Regions from separate parts of the Mus musculus genome. Here region 1 is linked to region 2. Evidence: chromatin contacts called from public promoter capture Hi-C data. All regions are on one chromosome and are shown on one strand. Each heading gives the region's core, a stretch centred on a gene start, on an enhancer-like site or on the middle of the called end of the contact. The rest is flanking DNA. Distances are from core to core; before and after follow the strand shown.

Evidence for each region. Promoter capture Hi-C pulls out the DNA fragments that hold promoters and counts their contacts.
Region 1: a promoter capture Hi-C map of stem cell-derived epiblast-like cells shows a contact between it and region 2, with 6 times the contacts expected there. The contact joins the promoter of Nek5 here to the enhancer-like site in region 2. A contact is called at or near these places in 5 of 39 promoter capture datasets (embryonic stem cells, hippocampal neurons, liver and 1 more) and 1 of 9 other capture datasets (adipose tissue).

Annotation. Positions count from the first base shown.
Region 1 is chr8:22,123,408-22,128,361 of GRCm38.p6, reverse strand. It overlaps Nek5 (NIMA (never in mitosis gene a)-related expressed kinase 5), which reads left to right and starts at 3,295. Exons shown (of 19, transcript NM_001347318.2): 1 at 3,295-3,376; 2 at 4,681-4,818. The coding sequence starts at 4,702. Nek3 (NIMA (never in mitosis gene a)-related expressed kinase 3) reads left to right here. Exons shown (of 16, transcript NM_011848.4): 16 at 1-79.
Region 2 is chr8:21,781,652-21,786,633 of GRCm38.p6, reverse strand. The region is part of intron 1 of Defb1 (defensin beta 1); the gene reads right to left. Among named protein-coding and RNA genes, the nearest start is that of Defb1, 7.6 kb to the right of the region's middle. Within about 2 kb of position 2,478, at least 15 of the 459 cell types and tissues checked have an H3K27ac peak or open chromatin away from gene starts, as enhancers often do. A contact at or near this core is called in stem cell-derived epiblast-like cells, where this site is marked.

The DNA.
Region 1 (4,954 bases), core at 2,046-4,545, 340 kb before region 2:
CTGTTATCCCCAATTACCATGTAACACTCTCACATTTCCTAAAGGTTTAAGGATCTAAATACATTAAGCTATGGCATAACCGTGTGTGCTGGTTTTCAATAATACCCAGTTTGGATATGCTTCAAGATGATTTCCAGTGATACTTACCAACTACCAGCTGCCTTTCAATGTTCCTTAGAGCATTTACAAAAGGGTCAGAGGTCAGGGGATCAGCCATGGGAGGAGTGGGTGGCTCCAGAGCTTGCCAGAAGATTGCAGTCCTGGTCTGGAGGCAGAGATCCAGCTGAAGAGATACGACCTGTGTCCCTAGAACGTGTTATTCAGTGAGGTGGGGCGCCATGCACATTACATGCAGGATGTTAGATCTCCACATTTAATGCTAGAAAACTTTAAAGAAGGGAGACTCTGTCCCCAAAGAAGAAACAGGTATAAACAGGTTTCTCCTCACCCCATATGGTCCAGTCATTTATCAGGACCTGATGACATGCCAGCTATAAGTAGCTTATAGTTAACCCCCCCCTCCCTTTTTATCAATGCTGGGGATCAAACCCAGGACCTTATGAATGTCAGGCAGGTTTTGTACCACAGCTACACCTCCGCCCATCTTTTGTTTATCCTAACATGCAATGGCTGCTGTGTAAATTCACACTCCACCTGGACATCTCCTTGAACTTAGTCACATAGTCAGGGTTAGTCTCCCATGGTCCCGAGGTTGTCTGTCTGTCTGTCCTTGCCATTTCTGAGGAGTGCTGGTTACGTATTTTGTTTTTATCCTCCATTTGGGTATGTCCAGCAATCTTCACAAAGGTAAGGTCTGTCCTCCTCATGTCCTGTCAAGGAGTACATGATGTCGCCGTGGCATGCCTCAGATGCTGCTTGCCCCAAGCAGTAGTAACTCAGTACCTCTTAGGCTTCCCTACCATCACAGGTACTAAACTTCCATGTCCCAGTCAGTTCACTGTCACTAACTCAGGCCACACTGAAGCTGAGAGGTGTTAAGTCCTACCACTGTTGGTCAAAAGTATAATGTTACACCGAGTCATGGGTTTGGCAGCTTCATTCTTTCCAGATGGTTCCTGTGTCCTTTTGTGATGTTCTTGCCCTTTTACTAACAAGATGAAGTAGGATCAACCTATACCTTCTCTGTTCCAGCCCCAGGATCAACCATTTTCCCCCCAAGAGGTCATGGTTCCTCTCACTGGGTTAAAAGCCAGTGTCTGGGTGTTGAGTGTGCTTGCCGAGTGTGCTGGTTGCTCGAGGGATATCTGCGCTGTCTACATATCCGTGTTCTGTGCATCCCCATGTGTATGTATTGAGTCAAGCACTGCCTCATACAGAAGTCACGGAGTAATTCAGGTGTCTCTTCTTGCTCTTTTTCTATGTCTGCTTTCCCTGATGGTGAGGAACATGGCTTGCGACCACCTGCTTGGTTGTTCAGACCAGTACACGTCCAGAGCAGTGTCCAAATCGTTCACCCTCAATGCTCTGAGGAACAAGTTAGCATCCAGAGTGCAGAGCTTGTGCGTGGCCTCTGTTGCTGTCATCACCCTTCCTAGGTCAGTCCCTTAAACATTGTCTCCACGCTCTCCCGATGATGTTACATGCTCAAGAAAGCATCCATCTCCATTAGTATTTCCAAGACACTCAACTTCCATAGACGTCACCCTCCGCGCCTCTGTCCGCTCTAATCGCCAGATACAGACATCACAGCCCATCAGACAAAGCAAACTTGAGATCACTTGTGTATCTTCCCGCTGAGAGTAAGTCAGATTGCGAATCCTCTTGAAAATCAGATGATTTCTATTTTAAACCAAACTTCCTTGTGTTTGCTTCTTTGGGTGAGATCTGCCAGCCCTGGTAGCTTTTTAAAAAGAAAGGGGATTGGGTGTAACACACATCTTTAGTTTCAGCAGGAGGCAGAGGCAGGCATCTGGACCTCTCTGAGTTCCAGGCCAACCAGGGGTACATACTGAAACCCTGTCTACAGGGGGGGAAACAACAACAACAACAACAACAACAACAACACTTCATCTGTTCTAAGAAGTCCACTGTTGCCCATGTGGAACCCATTAGATTTTTAAGGAATTAATTTCCAAGATAATTTGATTTTAAAATTTTATTTCAATCAGTAGCATACTACTATAAAACAAAACAAATGCTGTAGTCAGGAAATACTAATTTCCAGTTATACGATTCTTTCGGAACATGGGAATCAGTAAGAATTTCAAACATTAAGAGGATTACATTTTTATAAAATTCTGTCCCAGGAAGTAGAATGTAGATAAAAGAGGGGGAAAAAAAAGGTGTGATGTCCGCTTTTAGAGAAGTGAGCTTTTTTGTGGAGGGGGCTGGATAACGGGGGGGGGGGGGTATGAAATGGTTACGGGTTTTAGATTCCACTGGATATAGCTATCTTGCTGTGTGAGTACCACCCCGAAAGTTATATATTCCCACAGGTAACCTATTGCAACGTGACTCTCAGGAAATGCTAGGTTGCAGATCACTGGGCAGCACCTGGGGTTTGTTAGTGGACCCAGGTTCTTTTCTGACATACACCTTTCAGCAGTAATTAAGACCTCGCATGAGAGCTAGAGAGATGGCTCAGCAATTAGTAGCACTGACTGCTCTTCCAGAGGTCCTGAGTTCAATTCCCAGCAACCACATGGTGTCTCACAACCATCTGTAATGAGATCTGATGCCCTCTTCTGGTGTGTCTGAAGACAGCAACAGTGTGCTCATTTATGTAAAATTAGTAATTCTTTAAGAAAAAAAAAAAAGACCTTGCATGAGAAACATGCTTCCTCCTGGGAGTATGTTACAGCTGTACACTGCTTAGCATGCTGGGGACCTTAGGAAAGTTGCCCCTAACTCCGTGCGCAAAAGGCCACCCAGAAAACAGGTCCGAGGCTTTAAAAAAAAAAATGCTGTTCATAGAATTCTGGAAAATGGCCACCCCAGCACACTCCCTGGAACCCGAAGGCTGCAACAAGAATCTGACATATCTTCCACCCCGCAGTTTTGGGAAAGTTTGCCCTTGGAGTGATTTCTCCCATTCCCTACTCTCCACTACAAAACCTTCTCAGACTTTGTCCCGCCTCCTCCTGCATCCTCAGACACCAAGCTACAGGTTGCCAACTCTCAGACCAATAAAAGTGTGCTTGTCCCACCTCTGACTTATTTATTATAGAGCGGAGGAGCGGGAAGACCCGGGGTACCTGGAAATGAGCCCTGGGGTTCTCCTCTGCTCCCGCCCAGCACTCCGCCCACTTCCCCCTCTCTCTCCCCCGGGCGAGGGTGGCCCTGCCCCTGCGTCTGGGAGGCTTAGCGGCTGGAGCACCGATTCTTCCATGCTCACTGCTTAACGCCCGCCGAGCAGGTAAGCTGAGCCCAATGTGTTCATTTTTCCGGAGCTGTCGCGGGCCCCTCGAAGCTGAGGGGAGAGAAATGGGAATCTAGGCAGGAGTAAACAGGGCGGCAACTAGGAAGCCCCGCTCACTGGGCTGCGTCGGTTTCCATGACAACGCACAAGCTACAAAAGTTCTGAACTCTGGTCTCCCGCCCACATGCTGGCTGTTGCCCTACGCTGACAACTTAGAAGTCCCCGTCTTGAAATTATAGGAAAACAACCTATAGTTGACCACCCAAGGCTTTAGAAGTCTGCATTGTGCCTGAGGCAGGAGGGTGACAAACTCAAGGCCTACGTGAACAGCTTAGACCTGTTTCAATAATGGTTTCCCAAAAGAATAAGCTCAATAGTAGGATGCCTACCCTGCATGTATGCAGTCCTGGGTTCGCTTCCCAGTACAGCAAAAAAAAAAAAAAAAAAAAAAAAAAAAAAAAAAAACCTTTATGCCCTGACTGTGGCATAAAAGGGAAACAGGAAAGCAACCTACAATGGAGTGCGTAGTCCACCTGTAAACTCCTGGAGCCCGTTGCCAGGACAGTCACCTGACTGCGGTTGCTAGAACTCTGGATCTCCCACTGACTGCAGCCCTACAGCCAGCCAGTAGATGGGGTATTTTTCCAAATTGGAGCGCAATTCATTGGAGAATGCCCAGACCCAACCAAGCCTCGGTTTCTATTCCTAGGAAGTACTAGTTAATCCCTCTTAGATAGATGTGATAGTTTGGTTCTAGAGGTAGATAATTACGAATTAGGTTTTTCTTTACATAAGGTTTGCAGAGACGTTTTGGTGATTCCTTGTTGTGTGTGACCAACAACTTTTGGATGGCATAGGTAGTACCTAAGGCCCCAAGTACATCTTAAATACCACAACGTAGAACCCCAGACACCAACAGAGTTCCCTGGCTTCCCTGTAGAAGGCAGCACGTCCCCACTGAGACCCGAACTGTGCGTGCCTCGCCCTTAGACTTACCGCTTTTTAGACAACCACCCACCCCGGACAAGCGACATGTCTTTCTTTCAAACACAAATAATTTTCCATTTCAGACGCTAGAGAAGAAAGGCTTTGTGAGGTGGTGAATTGTCTAAGATCCCAGCGTGACCTTGGAATCCACCAAACTAAACCCCTTTCCGCAGCGTTACTTGTGGCCAGAAGGAAGTTCCTTAGGTGTGTCTGAAACGCTGGGTGGAAAGTTTTAACAAACAGCTCCTTTGCTTTTCATCCCTCTTCTGCCGGCTAGTTGTCTTGTGCAGTCAAGGTTTTATTCTTCATTTTAGGAAGTTCTGACGCCTGGAGCCATGGATAACTTTCACCTGATTAAGATCATTGGGGAAGGCACCTTTGGGAAGGTGTACTTGGCTAAAGATAAATCAGAAAGCAGTCACTGTGTCATAAAAGAAATCAGTTTGACAAAGGTAAAGTTAAGTTTGAATTTTAGATAACTTTAAGTGGTATATCTAGCTTTAAATTTTGTTTGTTTGTTTATTATGCATATATACACGTGTGCCTGTGTGAATTTATGGGCACCTTGTGACTGCAAGCACCTGCAGA
Region 2 (4,982 bases), core at 1,229-3,728:
GATTTTCACGGCCATGATGATAGATGCAGAAAATAACTCGGCATAAACTTAATATCTACTATGCTAAAACCTCGAAGAAACCAGGGATAGAATGATCATGCCTCAACACAGCAAGATTATATGTTACAAACTCATAGCCAGCATTATACTGTGTGGAAAAAAATTGAAAGTATTTCCTGTTAATACCAGGAAGGAGTTGACTGTATGTATTCTCACCACTTCTATTTAATATAATGTTTCTCTTAATTATCTGTTGCTGTGATAAGACATCATGACCAAAAGCATCCTAGAGAAGAAATGGGTCTATGCTTCCAAGGTTAGGGATAGAGCCCATCGAAGTGGGGAAGTCATGGTAAAAGATGGGTAAAACATAGTTGCAGGAGCAGGGAGCCAGCTGATCACATTTCATCACACAGGAAGCAGGAAGACAAAACAGGAAGTGGAGTGAGGCTATGTACCTTCAGAAGCCTGTGACTTCTTCATCCGGTAAGGCTGTCCCTCCTGAAGCTCCCATAACCTATCCCAACAGTGTCACTTACTGGTGACACCATGTTCAGGTGCATGAGCCTATGGGGGATATTTCTTGTTCAAACCACAACCTTCTCCATGTGGCTCTCTAAGGCTCATTCATAGTCATACCATGATGAGAATACATTTAATCCAACTGCAAAAGTCCTCCTAGTCTTTAACAGTTGCAACACTGGTCCAACACCCAAAGTCTCTTTTGAGACCCAAAACAATGTCTTAACATACCTTACAGAACAAATCACATACTTTCAACGTTAAACAGAATATACATTACCATTCCAAAATAAAGGAGTATGGGTACAGCAGGGAACGATTAGACCAAAGCAAAACTGAAATCCATCCTGGAAAATCCAAATTCTTTAGGTCCATGTATGGCATCTGAAGCCTCAGCTTCAATAGGTATAGATGGTACTGACTCTCTAGCTTTGCTGCCTGCAACATATATTTTTATCTTGGGCTGATTCTTGATTCCATTTCCTGTATGCAATTCTTCTTGGCAGATACATCATGGATCTGGCATCTCAAACATCTTGGGCAACCCAAGCCCAAGATTTTTATTTTATTTTTATTATCACATCCTTATGCAATGGCCCCCTTAGGGATTCCTTGACTATACTCTGGCTTTGACATAAATTACCTGGCCTCCACAGTTCTCTGAAACTGCAAATGAAAAACCCATGGTCCTCTCAATCTTGCATATTTTTTTTCTTTAAAAAAAAAAAAAGTACCACATGGGTAACATTGTCAACTTCTGTACCCAGCTTGAGATAGCTCCTGGCCACTTGGACCTCAGTTGCAGAAGATTCTGAATACAGCACTCTCATAACCTGGAGGCCCACCCAAGTGGGGTCTTGCCTTCACAACACATTTCCTGTTGTTCTTGTCCAGATCATACAGCTTCTCTTCAACAAATACAAACTCTTTTTCAGCACAAAATTGAAGTCTTAAGTTTCCTTGTAATGTTTGCTTTCCTGTATACTTTTAAAATTTCATCCTACCAGATCTGTTGCCCTAATAACCATGCCACAGACTCAACCCTATGGTGTGTTAAAATTTAATCCCCAGCAACAACAAAATAAATTACTTTTTAATTTAGCTCCACACAAACTCTCAGGTCATAGTCAGAATGCAACTAGATTCTTTGGCAAAATTTCATCATTGGTCTCTAGTCAGATACAATTTGAATCACTTTCTCCTCTGAAACCTCATTGGCCAGACCTCCATTGTTGGAATTTCCTTTAGAATTACTGTCTTCCAGGATCCCACTAGAAAAGCTCATTTATCTCTGTTTACAGAATTCAATTTTTCTAGTCTGAAGCGCCAAATTCTCCCATATTCCTCAGAAGAATAATATGATCTTGCTTTTCACAGCGTAGCCCCACTTTCGTGGTACCAACTTCTTTGTGGTTGTGATAGAATTCCATGACAAAGAGCAATTTAAGGGGGAAGGTGTTCTTTTGGCTAATGTTTCAGAGGGACAGAGTCCATCACAGTGGGGAAGTCATGGTGTCTTAGTTACTTTTCTAATATTGTGACAAAATTCCATGATGAAGACAACTTTGAAAAGAAAGCATTTTACAGATTCAAAGGGGTAGAGTTCATGATGTTGGAACAAGGGCATGTAAACAGGGATAGCTGAGAACTTGCTTCTTGAGCCACAAACAAGACACAGAGAGAAGAGCACCCTGGGGATGTGGGAAGGTTTTTGAAGTCCCACATCCTACTCCCATGACACACCTCCTCTGACAAGGATGCATCTTTTAATTCTTCCGAAACAATTCCACCAACTAGAGACCAAGTATTCAAACATATGGAATCCATTCTTATTCAACCCTCCACACATAGCAACAGTAACTAAAACCAAGCAGGAAGAGTAGAGAGCTGACTTGTCACATTCTATCTACATAAAGGAAGTAAACAAGAACAGGAAGTGAAGCAAAGCTTCTAACCATCAAAACCCACCCCCTGCTAACTACCTCCTCCAACGAGGTTCCACCTCCTAAAGGTTCCATAACCAAACACCATGACAGACCAGTGAACAAGTATTCAAATACCTGAGCCAATGGGAAACATTTCTTGTTCAAACCACAACAGTGCTTGAGTTCTTAACTAGAGAAATAAGGCAAAAGAAAGAAACAGAAGGGATACAAGTAAGAAAGAAAGAAATTATATCTATTTGCAGATGATGTAATCAGATATCTAAAGAAAAAATCTAAAAAGACTCCACCAAAGGCTTCTTAGATATAAGAAAACATTTTCAGTAAAGTGTGAGTTATATAATCAATATAGAAGAGCAAGTATATTTCTTAACACACAAATAAACAACTTGCTAGACAAGAAATAAGGAAAGCAAGCCCATTCACATTAGCCAAATATTTCACATTCCTGCATAATTTATGCAAATTATTTTACACATGCATAAAAGACGAGGTTAGAGACCTCTACAATGAAACCTCTAAAGAAAGTAAATGAATACACCAGGAAATAGACATTCTGTACTTATGAATCATCATGGCAATTTCACTGCAAATGATCAACAGAGTAGAGGCATTTCCTATCATAATTGTATGGCATTCTTCACAGAAATATAATAAGACACAATCCTTAAGTATAGAGTAACACAGAGAACTTCAAAACAACAGAAGCATTTCTGAACAAAAAGAGCAATATTGGGGGGATCATAAAACTTGACTTCAAGTTATACAAAAAACGGGCCTGGAAAACTGACTCAGTGTTTATGAGCACTGGCTGCTCTTACACGGGGACACAGGTTCGATTTCTAGTACCCACACGGTGGTTTAAAACCTGTGTTTAGCTCCAGTTCCAGGAGATTGGATGTCCTACTCTGACTTCTATGAGTTCCAAGTGTGCAAGTGGTGCACACACATACATGCACACAATCCCCACCCCCATTTAAAAAATTATACTGCAGAGCGATAGTAACAAAAATATATATAATAGAAGGCATAGAAATAAACCTACACTGGTAATTTGGTTCTTGTCAAAGTTGCTATGCTGATTAATTTTTATTATCAAATTAGTTAGGCTAGGAAGTGATTGCCAGAATAGAAAAACATAGCTCTATGTGCCTGTGATTGATTCCCAGAGAGGATTAATAAAAGGGAAAAAGCTTGGAGTGAGGGCAGCAACATTCCAAAAGTGTTACAAGTCTCATATTTGTATATTCTTATGCAAAATATTTATGTGTAGTGCATATCCAGACCTAGCTACATAATTATAATTTATTCTAGGAATTATAGACTAGAAAATAACTGAACTTTATAGAAATATATAGTTTTGAAGTGCTGGACTCAAACCAAGGGTTATGGAGCCAGACTGAGAGCCATCCTACCAGCTTAAGTGTAGAATGTTTTCTCTCATATATAGGATGAGGGAGTCATGGAGTAAGTGTGGGGCTGCTAAGGCTGTAGAAGGGGAAAGGTGAGGGAGGACTAGGAAGAGCAATGGGGTTTTGGTTATAATCACAAGACATTGCATGCATGTATGGAAATGATACAACAGAACCAGTTACGTTGTATTGTCTATATAATGTCAGCATTCTAGCCACACTCTAGAACAACTCTCCTGTGTGAGCTATCATAGACCATGACACCTCTCAAACTAAGAACGGAGGAACCTAGATTGTGAGATCTCCCCCATTCTCACACCCTGGGCTGCTTATTTCTCCCTCATGACTGGCTACTACATTTATAGCTGTTCTTCGCTATCCAAGGAAAACATTGCCCCCCACCCAACTTGAAGACATGAAAACCAAGTTTATTGTCATAAATTCATAATGTTTTAATTTTGTGTAAATATGATATGTAATCTTGATTTTTTCCAGACATTCTGAATCTCTACTCAGTAATGTTTTTTTACTTATTAATTTATTCTTTGAAAATTTCATACCTAAACTGGCATGAGACTTAAATCAATTCAGCATGACTTGGCATAGGGCAGAAGCCTAAGGATTTAGAGAAGAATGTCCAAAAATATTAATGAAGAAAATATATTAAAAGATTACGTGTAGTATTTGAGCTTTATATATCTGTGAAAATAAATTCTCTTAAGTAGCCTTTTGGCAACTGAGCTACAGGGGGAGTTTGAACCTGAGAATGAACATGCACCAATCAGGCTGCACATGTCGGGACTTTGTGTTCTCAGGTCTCCATTTTAAATCCACCCTGAGACCTGTGGGTGGGACTCTGGGGTTGTATAATGCAAGTATAGGCATATGTGAAGGTTTAAAATAAACATTGTAAGGGGAGACTGAAGAATTTCTGGTGGAAAGATAAAGTGTTTAGAATAAAAGAACTTCAGGTGAAATGGAATGGGTTGCCAAAAGACAATGGTTTAAGAAAAAAATTGAGGCCTCAATTCACCCATCTCTCCCACTGGGTCTACAGGTAGATTTGCCATTGAAGCATACACCTGCAGAGAGGTCAAGTTCACGG